Linked DNA regions of Rattus norvegicus: region 1 is linked to region 2. Evidence: chromatin contacts called from public Hi-C data. All regions are on one chromosome and are shown on one strand. The core of a region is the stretch at or near the end of the contact, and the rest is flanking DNA. Distances in the headings are between cores, read along the strand shown. Region 1 holds the start of G0s2 (G0/G1switch 2). Region 2 has its middle 18 kb from the start of Traf3ip3.

Region 1 (4,409 bases), core at 1,318-3,817, 71 kb before region 2:
TTGGTGACCTTATGGCTTGGTTTGATCTTCATAACCATGACCTGTGTTGGCTCCAAATACAGTACAGACCTGTACTTCTGGGTTTTTGTTTGTTTGTTTGTTTGTTTGTTTGTTTGTTTGTTCTGGAGCTGAGGACCTATCCCAGGGCCTTGTGCTTGCTAGGCAAGCGCTCTACCACTAAGCTAAATCCTCAACCCCCAGACTTGAACTTCTAAAAGTAGTCTCAGGCTAGTCAAGGTACACGTTTCATCCCAAGCCCTCTCATCCCACCCCATCCCAGCCTCCTCCCCTCCCATCCAAAAGCTAAGGGGTCTTTCTCCAGCAGATAGAGTCATGCTGACCTTCTCCTCCCCCACCCCCAACACCCATACTCCCTCAACCTGCACCACCAAATCCGCCAGTGACCTCACCCCTTGTCATTTGCTGCCTAGCCACTGACAGCAAGCTAGTGGAGTCAGGGGTCAAGGTCGGGTTCCTTTAGAGGTGGACAAAGATGTTTATCTCACGAAACCCTGGGAAAGAGGAACCCCAAGTAAATTATGACGTGGAGGTCTAAGTTATAGAAACACAGGAAATACTTGCTGCCCAGTCAGTTTTGGAGTTTTGGGTCAGAAACTGGACTGACTCACCTTCCGAGGGGAAACCAAGTGGGTGCCCTCCTATCAGGGCACATGTCACCCTCTTTCCCAGGAGCCACCATGTCTGGAATCTTCATGGTTATTAGGAAAGTTGCATGGTTACTGCTGCCAGCTACTAGGAGAGCTCCAAAACTATCATGAAGATTTAAGAACAATGCCAAGACTGAAGTTAGCCTTGGCTTGGACCCTCCCTACAGAACTTTCCGGATCGGCAAGGTTAAAAGAATAAAGCCAAGTCAGGATCCTCCAAGAATAATCCCCGTTTGGCCCGTGGTTACCTTGATCACTTAGGTATCAACTAAAGTGTGAACTTGAAATTTGAACCGTTCCTGGCCTTGGCCAACCCCCACTTTTGACAAGCTCTTACCTGAAGGACTAGTAGCAGACCAAGCAGTGGTCAGCACCTTCTGAGTCTGGCAGTGACTTTGGACCCCTAAGATTGGCACCCTTTCTCCTCTGGCTCTGGGCTCTAACAGGGAAGGCTGAGCAGGCTGTTGCAAGATTGCATCAGTGACCTTTGCAATTTTCTGGCCAGTTGGTTCCCCTTCCTCCCCACCCCACCCCCTGCTTCAAGCCCTTTGGCCTGCCTGCCTGTCCTTTTCCCCTACTTTGCTAACTCAGGTACACCAGTAGCCACCCCCAACCCAGGGGATCATAGTTAACCCTAATCTAACCCAGCTTCCCAAGAGTGGCCTCTGTCCTGAATCCCCACTCTAGGAATCTACAGCTCACTCTCCCAAACCTGGGCAAGGTGGCATGGAATCGTTGTAAGAGGGTGAAATACTTTCATTATAGACAAATCTTTACCATGGGCCTTCCTTAAGGCTGATCCCCCAACTTCACCTCTTAAGTGAACATGGAAGAGAGGACAATTTGTGTGTGTCTCTTGTGCGTGTGCATGTGTGCTGTGTACCAATATATATGACACACATAGCCTAACACATACTAGGCAAGCACTCTACCACTGAACCACATCTATAAGCCTCTTTATTTTGATTTCTGACACAGAGTCTCAGTAAATTATTCAGGCTACGTTCAGACTCACCATCCTCCTGCCTCTTGCTGGGACTACAGGCCTATGCTTTGGGTTTAATGGCTGTTCCCTGTTAAATAGAAATAGCTATGGAAGCACCTTACAGAGACTAATTCATTCTCTCTCTCTCTCCCTCCCTCTCTCTCCCTCCCTCTGTCCCTCTCTCTCTCTCTCTCTCTGTCTCTCTCTCCCTCCCTCTCTCTCTCTCCCTCCCTCTCTCTCTCTGTCTCTGTCTCTCTGTCTCTTTGTCTCTCTCTCTCTCTCTCTCTCTCTCTCTGTCTCTCTCTCTCTCTCTCACACACACACACACACACACACACACACACACACACACACACACACACACCAAGAAAGCAGCACTCTGGAAGAACATTCTACTCTGGAGATGGTTTTTCAGTTTAGTTTGCCTACTCACTGCAAATATCCCTCTGTTGATTTCCCTCCCACCCACACCCTCCCTGACAGGTGAGATGACTTTTCTGAACGAAGATTCCCTCTTTAGGATCTTTCTCAGGTTCTTCCTGAGAAACAGGGGAACAGGGGAACAGACAAGGTTCCTGTCAGGGAAGCATGCCACACCATCACCTGGTGATCTCCTCCTTGGCTTCACGCTGAAGTGGTGCCTTGGGCTCTCAGCTTTTACAGCACCAGCAGTCTAGGGTCTCAGGGAGCACACAGCAGGGGCGTGCACTACTCGTGGCCACCTCCTTGGTCCCCAGCAGCGCCCCTCCCGTTCTTCCTCCCTTCCCCCCCCTCCCCTCAACCCGCCCTGCCGGTTGCAGTCAGGGCTCAGGCCAACGAGCTAGGAGGCGGATCCCGGGCAAAAGATATAAGGGCTCTGTTCACTGAACGCTGCAGCTGCAAAGAGCCACGGCTGAGGAAAAAAGGACGCAAAGGCCAGTCTGCCGCCTGGACGCCTGACCTCCTTCAGCGAGTGCTGCCTCTGTTCCCACGCACCCTAGGTGAGCCTCCAGTCTGGGAACCCAGGGTAGGCGAGAGATCACAGATCCCCTCCCCAGCTGCCTTCTCCCCTGGGCTCGAGTTCCCCTAGTCTGCAGCCAACCCCCTCTCTGGGCTTAGGGTTCCCTTCTCAGCTGCTGTAGCCCACCTGAAAGTTCAACCCCTTTCTCTCTGCTACCTCTGCAGGCCCAGCCAACCCACAGCCCAGAGCTCAGATGGAAAGTGTGCAGGAGCTGATCCCTCTGGCTAAGGAGATGATGACGCAGAAGTCCCGAGGGAAGCTAGTGAAGCTGTACGTGCTGGGCAGTGTGCTAGCGTTCTTCGGTGTGGTGCTCGGTCTAGTGGAGACTGTGTGCAGCCCTTTCACAGCTGCCAGCCGTCTGCGCGACCAGGAGGCGGCAGTGGCAGAGCTGCGGGATGCTTGTGAGCAGCAGTCCCTCCACAAGCAGGCCCTGATAGCAGAAGGCAAGACACAGGAGGCGACTTTGTGCAGCCGGGCCCTGTCCCTCCGGCAGCATGCCTCTTAAGGCTGGTGACTGGCAGAGAAGCGAGACACAGAGAGATCATGACTGAGGTGGGCGAGAGAGAGTCACATGCTGTTTCAAGGTGCCACCGAATCCAGAACTGACCCTGCACAGATCACCCAAGGGATCTGGGACTGACTTGCTGCTGTGCAGCATGCACTGTGATTTGTCCAAGGCTGTGGGAGCGATCAAGGAGCTGTCACTTTGCATTAGGGAAGGAGACATGCTTTTTATACTGTTATTTTTATTGTTGTTGTTATTATTATTATTATTATTACAACGAATATCATTTTGCATTTTGAAATAAAAACATTTTATATTCTGTCTCATTATTTGATTCCTGGGAGGCGAGGTGACCCTCTCACCCAGAACTGTGGCTAGCCCTACTTCACAGCCCTACTTGAATGCCACTGGTATGGGTCTACTCACACGGGAGTGAGACTCTCAGCATGCTACAGGTATTAACATTTTTTGGACCACAAGATAAATCAATTTCTAACTTAGAATGAGAGACAGGGGTGGGAGAGAGGGGGAGAGGGGGAGGGGGAGGGAGAGAGGGAGAGGGGGGATTTCTAGGACAAAGAAAAAGTGATTTGTCTTTTACCCCTTTGTGCTGGAGATTCCTGAGGCTGATCTCTCTGCTTAACTATTAGAGTGAGGAGAAGAGGAGACAGAGAGGGAGAAGGGAGACTGGGGGAGAGAGGGGGAGGAGGCTGGAAGAACAAAGAGATTGAGAGACAGAAGGAAGAGTGGGGAGGAAGGGAAGAAAGGGATGAGGCAAAAAAAAAAAAAAGAAACTCAGCTGTCTGTTGGGCACACAAGCTCTCTCTCCCAAGGGCACAACTCTCCACAGTAAGAAGCTTAGAAGGAGAAAAGACCATTATCACAAACCCCAGTCCTCTCCCAGGAGTCAGAGTTGATCATGTGTCAACAGCTGATTTAGTAACACTATGGAGCTCTCCAGGGTAACCCCTCTCTGCCCTGACACAGTCAAGAAGATAGCCTGATGCCACTCCCCGAGGATCTTTAATGTCACCTATTCTAACCAGGTGTGAGCATGTTAACTTGACTCTCCAACCTCCCAGCCTCCATTCTATTTAACTCTACAAACCCAAATCTCTCCAGCACTTTTGGCTTCAATCAATTGTCAGCTCTCCCTAAAATCCATCCTCCAGTGAAAGAGCAAAGGAATGTGAATGAAAAGAACACGTTTGAGGCTTCAAAGGAAAAGCATGTCAGTGAGGCCAGCACTCT
Region 2 (4,950 bases), core at 2,261-4,760:
ATAGGAAGTGCAAGCTGGCATCCTCACATACAGGTCCCTATGGTGACACAAACTAAGAAGGGCAGGTCCTTTCAGGGAGCACCTGTCCTGTGACAAGAGCCTTTGTGGGCTGGTACTGGGAGCTCTCACACCCGCACTGAGAGATGAGGCTGATAGCTAAAGGGCTGGGAAGCAGATCAGGAACCGAATGAAGACACTGAAGAGGACTTCCGGGTGTTGGGTTATATAGTTCAGATGGTAGAAGCTTGTTTGACATGCAGGAGGCCATGGTTTTGATCCTCAGCACCACATACACAGGACGTGGTGGTGCACGGTGATGGAGGCAGGATGATCAGAAATTCAGTGTCATCTTTAGCCAATTTGAAGATATAATGGTCTAGAGAACATCTCTCAAGAAGGAGGAGGAAGAAGAAGAGAAGAAGAAGGAGGAGGAAAAGGAGAAGGAGAAGGAGAAGGAGAAGAAGAAGAAGAAGAAGAAGAAGAAGAAGAAGAAGAAGAAGAAGAAGAAGAAGAAGAGGAAGAGGAAGAGGAAGAGGAAGAGGAAGAGGAAGAGGAAGAGGAAGAGGAAGAGGAGGAGGAGGAGGAGGGGGGGAGGGGGAGGAGAAGGAGAAGGAGGAGAAGGAGAAGGAGAAGAAAGGGAGGAAGGAGGGAGAGGAGGAGAAGGAGAAGGAGGAGAAGGAGGAGAAGAAAGGGAGGAGGAGGAAGGAAGGAGGGAGAGGAGGAAGAAGAAGGAGGAAGAGGAAGAAGAAGGGAGGAGGAAGAAGCAGGAGAAGGAGAAGAAATAAAAGAAGAGGAGCTAGTAGAGGAGGAGGATCTGGAGGAGGAAGAGAAGAGTTGGAGGAGTTGGAGGAGTTGGAGGACAAGAAGCTGAAGGAATGAGAGTAGGAGAGGCTGTTCTGATACATAGCTTCAGAAGTTCATATCCACAGCACCAGGCCCTTGATATGGGGCTGTGGTGACATGGAGCATTATGAGACAAGCATGTTAGAGTGAAGTTGCTTACCCACTGTGAAACCACACATGAAAGAGGCCAGGAACAAGAGGTGCCCTTCAATTTAGGCACACATCACCTCAACATTGGGTAATCGAGGCCAGAGGGTCAAATTTTCAAGATCATCCTTGGATATACAGCAAGTTTGGATTGGGCTACATATGACCCTGTCTCATGTACACAGAATGACCTGCTTCCTCCAACGAGGAATTCCACCTACTCAAAATTCCAACACTTCCCAAAAAGGCATGAGCAGCTGAGGACAGGCTGTCAGCACGAGCCTTTGGGGCATTTCATACTGAACTCATAACAAGCTGAGACTTATTTCATAATAACCACAGGCACAGAGAGATACAGCCAGAGCAGGACGCAGCTCTCGGGATCCTAACATGTCCGACACACACCAGCTGTCAGCACATTCCCGGGGGCCATGCTGGGTCTCAGCCCATCGTAGGGAAACTGTGGCTCCCTCCTCTGAGTACAAAGTAGACATCAAAGACCTTGTGCATGGGGTAGAAAGGGCGCCTGAGGGGGTGACTCACAGTTTCCCACCTGCTTCTCACAAATGGCTACTCCTTAGGACCCTGAATTCTCACCTAACCACCAACCTTTCCCTAGAGCTTCTGGGCCACTGTTCTCCTCGGCTTGACTACTCTAGGCCACCATCTCAGACCCAACCCAGCACAGCTGCTACATTTTGAAGATGTTCCCCAAAGCCCATGTATTAAAACTGCCTCGAGTGTGGTGTGGTTGTGCTCCTTCCTGTAATTCCAGCATTTAGGAGAGGAAGGAAGGAGCACAGTGTGTAACCGTTGAGTAAGACCTGTAAGGACATGAGGACATCAGAAAGTCTGTGCCTTTGTAAATGAGCATTACCTTTAGCTCAGTCTGGGGTTCACAGCAGAACCCCACATTCCCATACGCCCCAACCCCAAGCCTTCCCTTTTATCAAGAGTCTCATGCATCATCAGCACATCCGTCGGAGGCCAAGTTCACACTTGGACTCACCCTTTTGTTGTATGTTCCATGGGTCTCAGTAAATGTGTAATGTGTATACCCCACTGCAGCACCCACCCCAAATCCCTGTGCACCACCCAGGCATGCCTTGCATATACACACAACCTGATCTTTTAACTTTGGAGACTTTTGTTTTTAAAAAAATGCCTTCTGAGCAAGTCACAGAAGTTGGCAGAGGATGATGAGTCTCAGGAAAGCAATGTATGTATAAACTATGATTAGTGCAAAGTATAACATATTCTTCAAAAAGTTGACTATCCCTACAGTGATGTAAGACCAGACTACAGAGTCTGGTTCTCTATGTCTGACAGAACAGGTTTTATTTTAAGTGTTGATCTACTTTAAATAAAAGTTTTGGTGGGCAACTATTACTTTACAGTGAGACGTGACCTAGGTTATTGGCATAAATATCTAGGTAAATCACAAGGTAAAGTTTACATAAAATTTATGGAAGTCTGACAGCCCTGAGGTAACAGTGGTAATCATCCCTGTTACCTTAAAAAAAAAAAAAAACAAACAAACTTTAGGTCATGGCTGGAAAGATGGCTCAGTGGTTAAGAGCACTGACTGCTCTTCCAGAGGTCCTGAGTTCAATTCCCAGCAACCACATGGTGGCTCCCAACCATCTGTATTGGGATCTGATGCCCTCTCCTAGTGTGTCTGAAGACAGCACCTCATATAAATAAAATAAATATCTTAAAGGAAAAAACCTTTAGGTCATGAAAACAACTGTTTCCTGTAGTTGCTGAAGCTTCATCAAGAATTTTCCTCCAGGCTATTCAAAGTCTTTTGTCATCTGGTTTCAGTTTCACTTGGAAACATCTACAATCAGATTCATTAAAAAAAAAAAAAGTCAATAAGTACTCCTCAAATACAGTTTCCTGGTACTCCTCAAATACAGTTTCCTGGTAAGACTAGATTTATTTTATTTTATTTTTTTTTTTTTGGTTCTTTTTTTAGGAGCTGGGGACCGAACCCAGGGCCTTGCGCTTCCTAGGTAAGCGCTCTACCACTGAGCTAAATCCCCAGCCCTAGATTTATTTTATAAACATATTGATTTTTCTTTGGTTATCTTTGATAAAAACTGGTATTGCTGTAGAAAAAATTTTGTTGTTTGGTTTGGTTTGGCTTGGTTTGGTTTGGTTTGGTTTGGTTCAAAGTTATTCCTCCACCACAGGAATCTTTTTATTGATTCTTTTGTGATTTTCACATCATGCACTTCACACACACACACACACACACACCATCATCATCACCATCATCATAGAAAACATCTCATCACAGAAGCTGTAGCATGTAACCATGTGTCCCACAGTATATTCCTCTGCCCACACATCTTCACTTGTAAATGTTTGTTGCAATGAGATATTGGTCCAGATAGAGATCACTGGCTTCCATCACACCATCAATAGTGGATCCTGGCCAGGTCTCCTCCCCGTTATCCTGTTGTTGCCCTGTGTTGTGGAGATGATAATGATTTTGGAGTGGCCCAACTTGGAACCCTGGATCTGGGTCAGCCTGGCCGGTTCTCCCTCAGACGCACCACCAGGACAAACTCTCCAGCCCTGTTCCTGCTAGGTCACCCTGCCTTCTTGTTCTTCTGACCTTGTATCCTCAGGGCCAGCTCCACTGTTTTGCCCAGTTAAGGTCCACTCACCTAAGTACTAAAGCCAGCAAGGCACTGGGACAGCTCTCCCACTCACCCTCAGGGTTGGCTTGCCTGTGCTTTTGCCATCAGGGCTAGCTCCACTGTGTTGCCCAGACGAAGTCCAGGGCCCGCTCTCCCAAGTGATGCCACTGGTGAGGGGCAGGGCCAGCTCTCCTGCTCTTATGACCCTGGAGTCAGCTCTTCTGGCTGCATCGGTTGCTGAGGGTTAAGGAGGTAGAGGAGTGATGGGGCCAGCTCTCCCTCACATCCTCAAGACCAGCTCACCCATTCCCTCATCATCAAGGTTAGCTCTATTATGCTGTTCAGGTGAGGCCTGCTCTCCCAAGTACTGTAGCCTGTAAGAGGTAAGGACAGTTCTCCTGCTCTCATGACCCCAGCAGGGCCAGCTATTCCAAGTGCCACAGGTGGTGACGGAAGAGGCATGGGAGGTCATCACCCCACATCCATGACACTTCATGGCAGAAAAGTGGTGGGACTAGCTTTCCCATGTTCATGCCCTCGGGGCTGGCTCACCTGTGCCCCCAACATCAGGGTCAGCTCTGCTCTCCTGGCCAGGCAAGGTGCATAGCCTGAGAAATGGATCCAACTCTCCAAAGCACAGTCGCCAGTGAGGAACAAGGACAGTCATGCACAGTTCCTGGATACCCACATGATTTCCCAGTGGCTGCCCCAATCAAGATTTACATGTTCTTTTTAGTGGTAACAACACAGACCCCTGACACCGGCTACGCTGGCTGAGTAACCACAGATGGAGGCTCTCAGAGGCAGCTCATGCTGGGACCTCATCATGGTCCCAGGTAGCAGGGCTGGCCGCTCATAGCAGGTTACTCCTGGCCACCCTCAAGTCTCTAGTTCCACCTCTCACTCTCTCCCATCTGACCATCAGATACTCACACTGTGGTGGCTTCTGCTGCAGGCTGGTCATGCAGCTGGTAGGCCCCTGAGTGGCATCCTCTGTCCCCACTGCATGGCACTGTAGCAAGCAGGTGTCTTCTGCCCACCTATCCCTTGCACTGGAGGGCAGGTGTGTGGGTGGCATGGTGGTCTGCAGGTCTCTGTCTGTCTGACTTCTTCCGCATACAGTGCTGTGTGGCGGTAGGTAGGGCTCTGTGTGTCTATGGACTGACAGAGATGTGGGGTGAAGGACAGGTCTGTGGATGTCTTTCCCTGCCTGCATTGAGTAGCATGGTGGAATGCAGGTCTCTACCTGTCTTCTTCTTCCCACGCCACACTACCTAGATTTGATTCAAATCAATTTGATTCAATTTTTATG

What was found. Hi-C and Micro-C count contacts between places; a contact is called where the count stands out from the background.
Region 1: a Hi-C map of hepatocytes shows a contact between it and region 2, with 3 times the contacts expected there. The contact joins the promoter of G0s2 here to the enhancer-like site in region 2. A contact is called at or near these places in 2 of 12 Hi-C or Micro-C datasets (hepatocytes and kidney).

What each region holds. Positions count from the first base shown.
Region 1 is chr13:107,334,106-107,338,514 of GRCr8, reverse strand. G0s2 (G0/G1switch 2) reads left to right here and starts at 2,567. Exons shown (of 2, transcript NM_001009632.1): 1 at 2,567-2,633; 2 at 2,818-3,479. The coding sequence starts at 2,847. The coding sequence ends at 3,158.
Region 2 is chr13:107,263,626-107,268,575 of GRCr8, reverse strand. It overlaps the pseudogene LOC120096391. Among named protein-coding and RNA genes, the nearest start is that of Traf3ip3, 18 kb to the right of the region's middle. Within about 2 kb of position 3,510, at least 3 of the 93 cell types and tissues checked have an H3K27ac peak or open chromatin away from gene starts, as enhancers often do. A contact at or near this core is called in hepatocytes, where this site is marked.